Regions from separate parts of the Rattus norvegicus genome. Here region 1 is linked to region 2. A link is a contact called in public Hi-C data. All regions are on one chromosome and are shown on one strand. The core of a region is the stretch at or near the end of the contact, and the rest is flanking DNA. Distances in the headings are between cores, read along the strand shown. Region 1 overlaps Grk5 (G protein-coupled receptor kinase 5). Region 2 overlaps Dennd10 (DENN domain containing 10).

The links. Hi-C and Micro-C count contacts between places; a contact is called where the count stands out from the background.
Region 1: a Hi-C map of psoas muscle shows a contact between it and region 2, with 2.6 times the contacts expected there. The contact joins two enhancer-like sites. A contact is called at or near these places in 8 of 12 Hi-C or Micro-C datasets (the Rat2 cell line, Schwann cells, frontal cortex and 4 more).

The regions. Positions count from the first base shown.
Region 1 is chr1:270,193,275-270,199,130 of GRCr8, reverse strand. It overlaps Grk5 (G protein-coupled receptor kinase 5), which reads right to left. Exons shown (of 16, transcript NM_030829.2): 11 at 5,452-5,541; 12 at 3,202-3,410; 13 at 367-504. Among named protein-coding and RNA genes, the nearest start is that of Rnu6-28, 39 kb to the left of the region's middle. Within about 2 kb of position 1,845, at least 19 of the 93 cell types and tissues checked have an H3K27ac peak or open chromatin away from gene starts, as enhancers often do.
Region 2 is chr1:269,952,970-269,959,071 of GRCr8, reverse strand. It overlaps Dennd10 (DENN domain containing 10), which reads right to left. Exons shown (of 9, transcript NM_001398802.1): 7 at 3,285-3,392; 8 at 2,037-2,131. Among named protein-coding and RNA genes, the nearest start is that of Dennd10, 19 kb to the right of the region's middle. Within about 2 kb of position 3,496, at least 1 of the 93 cell types and tissues checked has an H3K27ac peak or open chromatin away from gene starts, as enhancers often do.

The DNA of each region.
Region 1 (5,856 bases), core at 596-3,095, 240 kb before region 2:
GGTCCTCAATACTCATTTTCCATTTTGGTCTCATTTCAACCTTCAATATATCTGGCAGATTCAGAAACAGGAGGTGTCTTGGATTTCATTGGATTTTCTAGGACCTGAAGGTTGTCTAGGCACCTGAACAACCAGTAAGGGGGCTCCAGGGTTCACATGCCATCTGTACATTCTGACATCGAGATCTGTAACATGGCCACAAAGTAGCCAGAGTGTAGGAAGGGGCAGTGAGCGATCTTTGGTACTCTAGGAGGGCAGATGGGTTAGCCGATTTGAAGTGCTGTGTAAGGCACACTCAGGATACAATAGGAAGCATGGCTTGCAGAAATGACTTTAGAGCTCCTGGGAGCAACAGTGGCTACTTACATCTGGAACGAAGGGAGGGTCCAACATCCCAGCCTCCAGGCGTTTAAAGTTCATGTTCCTGAAGAAGGGGTGCCTCTTGACCTCGGCAGCCCCCTCCTCCTGGCAGCCCAGCCTCTGCTTCGAGTCTTTGGTGAGCAGCTGTGACAAGAGAGTCCTGTGAGGCCATACGATGGGCCTTTCCATGTGCCCAGAGGCCAGAAGGACAAAGGGGCATCTGTGACTGTAGCTCTAGCCTCCCCTGGAGTCTGCAGCTCGGGGGGGGGGGGGGAGATATCTCCGCAGTCAGAAGAACTGACGTATCAGCAGAGAAAGCACCAGATCATACCTTTGTCATGCTTTCAGTTGCCTTCTATACCCTATCAGGTTAGTGTCTACATCTGGGCTTCTTTTCTATTTTATTTTGTTTTATAATGTTTACTTCTTATTGTGTGTGGATGTATGTGCCACAGCGTGTGTATGGGGATCAGAGAACAGCTTTGTGGAGACAGTTTTGTCCCTCTACCTGTCAAAGGGGTTCCAGCCTTAAAATCAGGTCACCAGGCTTGCATCAAAAAAAAAAAAATGCTTCACCTGCTGAGCCACCTCTCTGGCTCCAAGTTTCTCTATTCTAGATGTAAGTAACTGGGCTATGCTCTATCCATTCCAAGACACACCAAAGAAGCAAGGCTGTGCAGTGGCTGAGCCTGTCAATGCAGCCCCTAGAGCCCACAGTGCTGGCAGATTGGACATCATCTAGGATAAGAAGATTGAAAAACGGATGAGAGCCGGGGTTGGGTTGCTTCTCAGCTTCTACCAGGAAGGAATGGCAGCTAAACAAGACTTCTGCTTTCCAAAAGAAGTGCTAGAAAATCAGGTTTTTAGTATGAAATCTCTTCATTTGAAAGCTTGGTTGTTAAGTTAACATTTGTCTATATCTAAATTATGCCACCCAGGTAGAACAAACCATCCACCTGTATAGTGTCAAGGATGATATCAGGTGTACATTAGCAAGAGAGAAGGTGTGAGTGAGGTGGGAGAAGGCAGAGTAGGTTCCCTGTATGTGGAGGGAATTACTCCCTCCAGAGTATGATCTGGAATGACTAGGAGATTCAAATGGTAAAGAACTCAAGGGAGTGTGGGGAAGGTACACGGACGGGACTCAGTTTCAGGATTTGACCCAAGGGACAGGGAAGTTGGATGTGTGGACTTCTCTATCTCAAGGGGCATGTCGGACAAGACAGAATGGAGAACACCTTCCCTGCTGTTTGTGCTGCCTCTATGGTCTACAGGTCAGGCATTGCAGTAGCCTGAATAAATAAAGGAATAAGAGCAGAGTAGCCAGACTGAGATTCTGTTGGATTATAAGAGGATAAAGTCCAGACCAGAATCCAAGACCCCAAGAGTAAGGCTTGAGGTTTCTGGTGGCACTTCCATGTAGCAAAGATCATTTGGCACTTTTCAGCCAACACCTTTCCCCCAGTGGCCACAAGGGGGCAGGAGAGGGACAGCTTTGGTCCTCCTTACAGCAAGCGCTCCAGCTTACAAAACCTAGGGTTGAAATGGAGGTTTATGGGGAAATGGAGTGTTGGTGATAGGGGTAGTGGTTAGAAGTAGAGGTCATGCTTGCCTCATTCTCTCAGTATGTTCATGTCCCTGTTGATGTTTCTTGAGATTGGCTTCCTGGAACTCCTAACCCTGACCTAAGACTTGTTATACCACATAGATAGCTGACCGTGACATAACAAGTATTACTGGCCGCCATTTCTCCCCATCCCTAACCTCTGCTGCCTATTCCTTCACTACCTTATCCTGACTGCACTGCTCTGACAGTTTGCTGCAGTGCTTCTTTGAGACTTGTTAGCAGGTTATGGGGTTGGGGTCTATATGTTACATGCGTTTCTTCATCATGTCTTTTACACGTCAGTGGCAAAGGGACACTTCCTGTAGATATGATCAGAGGACAGATCTAGCCCCAAATCCTTACCATAGCTTTATGACACAGAAGTAGCCAAGGCAAGGGCGGTTGCAGAAAAGGGATTACCTGGGAGTGGGGTAGCTAAGCCCCCAGGGTTCCCTGGTCCTCTGAATATAGAAGCTTAGTTACTTCCCTTCAAGTTTCCAGTCCTGATCTCTTCTAAGCTCCATCCTGGGCTACTGGTGTGTGTGCACTTGAACTTTCCCCAGGGCTACTTGAGGACTCAGGAAAGAGGCCCCTTTCAGGCTAGGCTTCTCTGCTGCTCAGGGTACATACAGTGTGGCTCTAGAGGAAGGTACTTTGCCACATAAGCTTGTAAGTATGTGGATCTAGGCAGTCAGGTCCTTTCTGTTCCCATATGGTTGGCACCAGAGGGCATCTTCCTGTGGTGAGTCTTAGGAGACTGAGAGCCAGGCAGGAGCAGGAAGTAGCTGACTTCATACCAAATCCAAGGAAGGGCCTAAGGACCAGAGTTCACCTTGGCTGAGGGGGAGATCTTATAGCCCCCACCACTACTTCCTCTCTCTAGCTGTCCAGTATCCACAACTGGACCCAACACACCCAAGTCATTCTAACCTCTTCACTTGAAGGTCCTGCCCATCCGTAGATGCTGTTATACCACCTTGAGCTGAGACCACCTTTCTGCTGAGGGGACAGGAGGCCAAGTTCCAGGGCAGGAACTTGCTTGGGAACCAACTTTGGCCATTATCTTTATTCTTTGCTGACTTTCAACAAGGCTACATACCTTCATGGGTGCTCACCTAAACCCCCATTCCTTGATTCACGGGGTATCCTGTCCGATATGTCAGCTGTTCTAAGCAGAGGTGGAGCCACCGCTGGGCAGCAGCCTCTGGGCAGCATCTGGCTTACCAGGAGCTTACCATGTTGCAGATGGACTTGGCCTCTTCAGAGAACTTGGGGGAATACACTTCCTCAGTCTCCAGCACCCGGCGATCCACCTCTTCCCGCTTCACCTTCTCCTTGCGGCCTCGGAATGGTGACTGGCCCTCGATCATCTCATAGATGAGGCAGCCCAGGCCCCAGTAGTCAGGGCTCAGGCCATATCGCTGGTTGTTCAGAACTTCTGGGGCTGAGACAGAAGGAGGGGAGAGAGTAATGGACGACTGGCAGCAGAATGCAGCCTAAGCACACAGTCCAATGCTGCTCTTCATCTCAGCAGTGCCCCAGGGCGTAGCACTCTCACAGAAATACTGGAGTTTTAAGCTGAGGCTGCTTCCTTCCAACCTCCAACTGCAACCCAGCAGGTGTGTAAACACCAGTTTGTCCAGAGAAAGCCTTCCCTAATGTGCTTCACTGTGCCCAATTCTGGCAGTAGCTTCAGAACTCTGATTATGGTGGATGGAAATGTCTCCTCAGACAGAACACACAATATAGTTTTCACTGCTTTGTCCCCAGTGACAGGCATGACACATTGCAAACATATTAATTTCAATGAAGAAGAGTGCCCATCTAAAGATTAAATTCAATCTACTTGAATGTTGGGTCATCTTTTGGGGGGCGAGGTGTAAGAGAAGGCTCAGTGGTTAGCAGCATAAACTGACTGCTATTGTACAGGACCTGGGTTTGATTCCCAGCTCCCATGTGGCAGGTGACTCCAGTTTCAGGGGACCCAACACTCTCTTCTGGCCAGTGTGGGCACTAAATACACACAGGGTATACAGACACACATGCAAGCACAACGTCCAAACACATAAAACAAAATCTCTTATTGTATCTTCACTACCACTTTGACAAAATGATTCATAGGTTAACCATAGATATACAAAAGAGACCACTACATCTTGAGGCCATCCAGAATGAAAATCAGAGTCCATATATAGACCAATCATTTAGCACTGTGTCCAAAAGGAGAGCAATGCAAATGTGTAAGCATGTTTCCACATGGGTACATGGGTAGGTGTATCTGTATTTATACGTCTGCCCATCTGTCCTTCCACGATGCATATATCCACCATCCATTTATCCATCCCCCATCTGAGAAGCTCCTTACAGGTGTCATAAGGGAAGTGAACCATGTTTTCAGATAAGAATGAAAACCTTGTATAGATGGACTTCATCAACCTGGATCAGATTTATTCCCGATGTATTTATTTTGAAAAAAAAAAAGTTTCCTGGTGGAATACAATCAGTGCACAAGAAAGCACAATTACATTGAAATTCAAGTTATGGTAGTGTAATTCCTTCCAAGGAAACAGGTTCTAGAGATAGGCTACCTGTTCTAGCGTAAGGGCCTAAGGGTCTGGCCTGGTCTCAGTCAAAGAGATAACATAGAGGTCATTTGGGCTTATTAGCCCCCTCTGATCCTGGCTATGGGAGCTTTTGGGGAGCTTCTGGCTATAGGAGTCATTTAGATTTCTAGCTACCTCCAGTCCTGGTTGTAGGAACTTGATATGGCCTGGCTCAGCAGATAACACCAGGCTCTTAACCACTTCCAATTCTCAGCTTTCTGGATGGAAGAACAGGTTTTTCATCTTTCCCACTGGAAAGACGATCCCATTTGTCTAACATTCCTGGTTTCTCTGCAGATTTGTGGGTACAAGAACCTTTGTGCTATGAACCCAACACCTATCCATCTACTCTCTATATAGCTCTCAGATCTACCAGAATTCTCACCGTCACACACAAACATATCCCAGTTTGCCAAGTGTTTTGTTGTCTGGGACCTCAAGAACCAGAGATAATATACTGAATGCTGTATATCATCTGCGGGTGCAGGCCTGGGCAGAGGGCAATTGGGGCTGGGTCTAGAACTTTCAGGGGACTCTGACACCCGCTAGGGTCTTCTCAGGAGTCTCTTCAAAAAGTATCTCTATTGGACACTTCATCCAAGTAGATCCTACTTCAATAAGGGCTCCCCTAGAAATGCTGGTGTTAGGCTCTGGTCACCAAACTCCTAGGATGGCTTGTTTTTGAGACCTAGGTTGGCCTGTGGTTAGGGACTACCGAGAACTCAGTTTAGGTCATACCTTTAGTCCTAGTGTACCACCCTACCAGGTATTTCTGTGGAAGACCAGCATAGCAAATCTGACCAGCAAAACAAAAACTGGGGGATTTGGGAACGGATGCCCTTGGGGAGGCTCAGTGTGTGATAGGCACAAGGTATTACTCACCCATGTAGCCAACAGTGCCTACCCGGCCACGGATAAGGTCCCCCTCAGGGATCTTCACAGCCAGTCCTAGGTCTGAGATCCTGATGTGGCCTGTTGGGGACAGCAGGGTTAAATGGGTTCCTGAGGTCATGTGGACACCCTGGTCAGGGCCACAGACTTTCTAGGCTTCTGTCCAATGAAGATGTGACATCGGTCTGTTCTCTCAGGGTAACTGTTTAACGAGTATAAGTAAGATGTGTAGAAACTGCACACGATGAGGGGAATATTAATAAAGATTCAGAAAGACGCTTAGACAAGGCTGGCCACTGGCCGACCTGACACATTTAATGCCCCAATGAGCTTCCGGAAAGGCTGAGGTCACAGAGTTTAAAATGTCCTGGCTGATTCAGTGGTTGCTTCACAGGA
Region 2 (6,102 bases), core at 2,247-4,746:
ATTTCCTAAGGTTCTTCTACTAGATTAACTTCATAGATTTTTTTTTCTTTTTCTTGAGACAAGGTTTCTCTAGCTGTCCTGGAACTCACTCTGTAGAGCAGGCTGGCCTCCAACTCATGACATCTGTCTGCCTCTACCTCCCAAGATTGGGGATTAAAGTCATGCACCACTATATCCATCTCTCATAAATTCTTAAGTCAAAACAATGTCACAGATGTGCTTACAACCATTTTAAAACATAGAATGCATTGATGCTAAGAATAATCATTGTGGGGGCCAGGCATGGTGGCACATGACATCCTAGTGGGAGGTAGAGGCAGGCATGTGTTCAAGGCCAATCTGGTCTATGCAGTGAGTTCCAGGTGGCCAGTGCTACACAGTGAACCTTACTTCAAAAGAAGAGCTAAGCGTGGTGACTTTTAATCTCAACACTCAGGAGACAGAGACAGGCAGATCCCTGAGTTTGAAGATAGCCAGAACTGCACAGAGAAACAACGTTTTGAAGGGAAAAAAAGGACCCATAAGTCCACGTAAAAGCCAGGTACCAAGCCTGACAATTTTGAGTTGGATCCCACATGGTGGAAGGAGAGAATTAAATTCCTGAGAGCTGTCCTCTGACTTCCGTGCATGCAGTGACATGTACTCACATGCACATACACAAACATAATAAACACACAATAATTAAAAAGAAAAGGTAAAGCTGCCATGTCATGCTATTGCTGGGCTTTTACCATGCCAACAGGCACCGAGTGCCCAGAACCATCCACTCCTGTCTTCTTGCAGACTCCTGATGACCTGCATCCTACTTCTTCCTCTGAATTTACCTACTCTGGTACTGTGTACATAGAACCATGTACCTGCCACTTTGTGACTGGCTTGTATGGGTAATCACAGCTGTTTCAGGTGCATGAGTGCTACAGCGATATCAGCAGTTCACAGCTCTCTTTTCTATCCTCGGGCCTTCTTTCCACCCTCTCTTCCATGATTCTGTGGGATCTCTGTACCTTATGGAGTGGTGATACAGATGTCCTACTTAGGGTTGAACATTCAGTCACTTATTCCTGGCAATTTGAACAGTTTCAGTCTCCACATTAATCACTACCCATTGCAAAATTAAATTAAAAAGCAGGCTCCATGAAGACAAGATTTTTCCCACATTGAATCCACATTGGCCATGGCACTAAGAACACTGAATAGATAGAAAGGTTCAGGAAGAAATGTGTCAGATGGGACCTGGTGAGCAAGTAGAGCCTAGTTTTCATAGATGCTCCCATAGTTGCATAGATGAACATGAGCCTAGGTTCTGAGATGGAGCCCAGACTGGGAGTGTATTCCTCAGTAGAGAGTTAGGAACAGGCAAAAGAACAATGAAGAGACTGGAGTAGCCTCAGGTCAGGAAAGGGGCTTTGGAAAAACTGAGGAAATAAAAGCCATTTGCCCTCCTAAGCTGGTGAGGGCAGAGGACAGGCTGCCAAACGAGTACATCTGGGCTAACCTCCCCAGACGAGTTGGTTCTTAGATTTCAAAAGTGGAGACTTGATTCCCAAGTTACTATTTTGGGCTAGAGATATGGCTCACTGATTAAGAGCACTGACTACTTTCCCAGAGGTCATGAATTCAAATCTCAGCAACCACAAGGTGACACACAACCATCTGTAATGAGATCTGATGCCCTCTTCTGTGCGTCTGAAGACAACTACAGTATATTTATATATAATTAATAAATGTTTAAAAACAAACAAAAAACAAAGTTACTGTCTTACCCTTTGTTCCTCCATGGCAATTCCTGTAGCAGATGAAATGTACTGGTGGCCCTCAAAGACACTCCAGCCCACTCAGTGGTTAAAATTCTCACCCCTGGGGTCGGTTAGCCTCAGTACTAGCCCCTGTAATGACATACCCCAAACCCAACCACCACCATCTTGGCCACTACAAACACTAATGCCAGCTGGCCTGTCAACTGACACTTCCTCTGCAGCGATGCCCTGAGAATCATGAACCTGCTGAAGGGTTTCATAAGGCAGATCAAAGGTTACCTGTATAACCTGGCTGTCTGACTTCTCTGGGTCTTCTGCAGACTGCACAATTAGTTGACCAATCTCTTTATGCAGTTTGCCCATTGTCATGGCCTCTGATCAAAGCAGAAAGAATGTTATATGAAGACTTGGAAATTACACAATAAAAAAACAAAACAAGCCATTCAACTGAAAATCTGAACTTTCCAAAAGGCAAAGGATACCCCCCAAGTTTCCATTTTATTCACAACCCAACTGTAACAGCAGGATAGAAGGTGTGCTCACCAATGCCAAACCAGATTCCCCTTCACATCTGCCTGATAAGCAGTGAAAACTGACCACAAGTGAGCTGGGACTTACAGGAAAAACCTGACTGTCTTGTCCAAGTCTTTACAGCTGAGAACCTAAGTGACACATGCCTTTAATCCTAGCATTCTGAAGGCAGAGGAGGCCTGATCTGTGTTGTAGGTCAGTTTGGTCTACATAATGAATTCTAGTATAGCTAGGACTATGGAAGACAGACTCTGTCACAAAAATCAAGTGCACTTTTCTGGCACGAAGTTGTGAATGAGCTTCCTGCGCAGGCCCTCGGGTGCTGGCAAAGCATATGTTCAGATCCTTGGAAATATGCAAAGGAAACCAACTCAGGTCACATCAATTACAGATGATGCTCCTGCTGTCCGGAAGATAAACACAAAGCTATGTGTCTCACTGCAAGTGACACTATTCAGATGGTGCTCACTGGAATAAGGGTGTTCTGTAGATCACAGCAGAAAGCAGCCAGTGCCACCCTTCCTGGCTCTAGCCATAGTCATTTTTTTTTTTTAATCCCTTTAGTGTTACGAGAGGTAATATTTCCTGTGGTTGGGCTCGACTTTCTACATGTTTGAAATTTTAAAACAAGTGTCAAAGATCAATTCTGGTTTACTCATTTGAAGTTTAGATAAAACCCACACAGCATTAGACTTAAACACAGGGTCCTAACAGTCAGCATTCAGCTACTCCCACATTTGGGAACTGGTAAGAGACCACATAAAAGCTATGAACAGCAGTCCCACCTGGCTTTCTAACACATGCAGGCCTACAGAATTAATCATATTTTCTGGACACTGAGAAATTCCTCCAGCTCCAACAGATGCCAAGTAGGCTCTCAAATACTGACTTTAGGGAGGGAGGCAGCACAAAACACACAGCTGCTTGTCTTGTACCTCATGCCAATACTGGAACAGAGAATAAAACAGAAAAGTCAGAATAAAACAGGAAAGTCACCTTTTGCAAGTGGAGCGATGATGATCTCACTGTCTGCCAGATTCACAAACACGTCGTAGAGGTCTGGTCTGTTGCTCACCTCCAAATCTACAAAGCCAGCAATGTAGCCTGCATTGCAAATTGATCAAATTACTGGAGCAGGAAGAAATCATGTGGTGAAGGTCTCAGAAGGAGACTGCTGTTCACTGACTGCTGTTCTTGGTGGTTTCCTATTACTCAGGATCATTAGTTACATCAGTGGCACTCAGCAGCTGCTATATTTTTGTCAGATGCCTGAAGGAACATACATGGCTCAAAATGTTTTAAAATTTAAGTTCAATCTCAATGAATAGGCTAAAGTAAAGTGTTTACCTTTTGGTCAGTGCTATTTAGGCCAAGAGTGTAAGTAGGTAACTCTTTAAAAAGCCCATCCCCAGCTGGGCAGTGGCGGTGCATACGTTTACTCCCAGCACTCATGAGGGAGAGTTCAAGGCCAGCCTGGTCTACAGAGTAAATTCTAGGATAGGCAATGCCACACAGATAAACTCTGTGGGGGGCAAGGGGGAGGGAGGGAGGAAGGAAGGAAGGAAGGAGAAAGGGAAGGTGGAAAGAAGGGAGGTAGGAAAGAAAGAAGCCTATACCTATGTTCTTGTGTGTGTGTGTGTGTGTGTGTGTGTGTGTGTGTGTGTGTGTGTGTGTCTTTGAGTCTTTTCTCTTTTTCTCTTAATCTTCATGTACAAAACACATTGAAAATATCTTTTTACAAAAAAAAATCAAACTCTGGTTTAAAAACAAAAAGAATATCAAAAAGCAACATGGACTCAACCATTGTCTTTGTTTCTGATCTTGTCTGGAGGGAAGCCACAACCTCATGCTTTGGCTGTCAGGACAAGGGTCATCCCCGAGTGCTATCAGATAACTGCTAACGGAGTCAGCAGACTTGGCTGTTTAGGGAAACAGTTCCCACACACTGGTTATTTCAGAGAGCAAGTTAATTATAAAAACATTAAGCTTTTATTGTTTTACAGTGCTGGTTACTAAGCTGGGGCCCTCATACATGCTAGGCAAAGTGCTTGAATCTCAGCCATACCCTTAGCACTGTTTTATTTTATTCCTGGGGACTAATTTACCACTGCTAACATTTTATGTTCTCAAGTAAAGAAAGCAAAAATGTTAGCAACAAAAGCAAAACCTGCTACTGAAAGCCAGACCCCAATAAACCACATGACAAATATGAAGCCTAATGGGATAGGCACTGATGACTGAAAATGAAATTATTCAATAAATGCCCTGGATCCAAGTGATTATTCATATAAAAATGAGAACAGGGACAAGATTATATTTAAATGGTGCAGTATATTCAGTTCTCAGCACGAAAAAGTGAATGGCCAAATAAACAAAAAACAAACAAAACAACAAAGAGACTAAAGGACTGAAAAAACACATCCATCCCCCCACCCCCTCTCTCTCTCCTCTCTCAAAAACAAAAACCAAAACACTAAAGGCTAGAGAGATGGTTCGGCAGTTAGAGCACTGGAATTAGATTCCCAGAATCCACATGGTGGCTTAAAACCATCTGTAACTCCAATTCCAATAAGCACACAAGTGGTTCACAGACATACATATAGGCAAAACACTCATATTTTAAATAATAAATCTTTAAAAAAGGAAATTAGGTTCCAAAATCAAGATACTATATATAAAAATAATCCCAGGCATATTAAAGAACTAGATGGAAAAGAAAAAAAACCATTAAGAATGCATAGGTGGGACTGGAGAGATGGCTCAGTGGTTAAGAGCACTGACTGCTCTTCCAGAGGTCCTGAGTTCAATTCCCAGCAATCACATGGTGGCTCACAGCCATCTGTAATGAGATCTGATGCCCTCTTCTGGTGCATCTGATGATAGCTACAATGTACTCAAATACATAAAGCAAATAAATAAATCTTAAAATAAAAAGAATGCATAGGTGACTCTCTGTTCTATACATGGGAAAAGTTTTTTCTGAAACAAAATATAAGATACTAAAACCAAAGACTTCTAATAAATTCCCATGAATTAGATTAAGAATTTGTGGAGCCAGAGATGTGCCTCAGTAGATAAAGGTGCTTGTTGCCAAGCCTAATGACCTAAGTTTGATCTCCAGACATATACAGTGAAAGAAGAAAATCAACTGATACAAGTTGTCCTCTGACCTCCAGCCCTGTGACAAGGCAAGCATGCAACTGAACCACCACCAACAACTGTGCACGCACGTGCCCACATGTGCACACACATACACACACACAAACACAAATGTGTATACTATAAGAAAGCCCCCTCCCCAACCCCCACTATAGAGAAAACATATACAAAACACATGTAGACATGTTTATGCTCACCAGGAATCAGAAAAACTCAAGTTATAACTTTAACAAATGCTCTTGTAAACTCTAAGCTAACAAACATTTCAATCTATCAGCAGCAAGAACAGTTAACAAAGAGAAGTAACAGACTCTCCCCTGTGCTGCTACAGAGAAGGCAAACTGGAATAATCTTTGAGGGGCACACTTGGCATTAGCCAGTGACTTGAGTTAAACCAGAAAATCCAGTACACAGTTTTTAATGAAAAGTCTTACATATGCATACTGAGAGATATATATGGATATTTGAAGCACCATTGCTTTAAAAATAGTTAACTATGGCCAGGTGGTGACACACCCTTTAATCCCAGCACTTGGGAGGCAGAGGCAGGTGGATCTCTGAGTTCAAAGCCACCCTAGTCTACAGAACAAGTTCCAGGACAGCCTGGGCTACACAGAAACACCTTGTCTCCAAAAACAAAGACAGAAAAAAAACC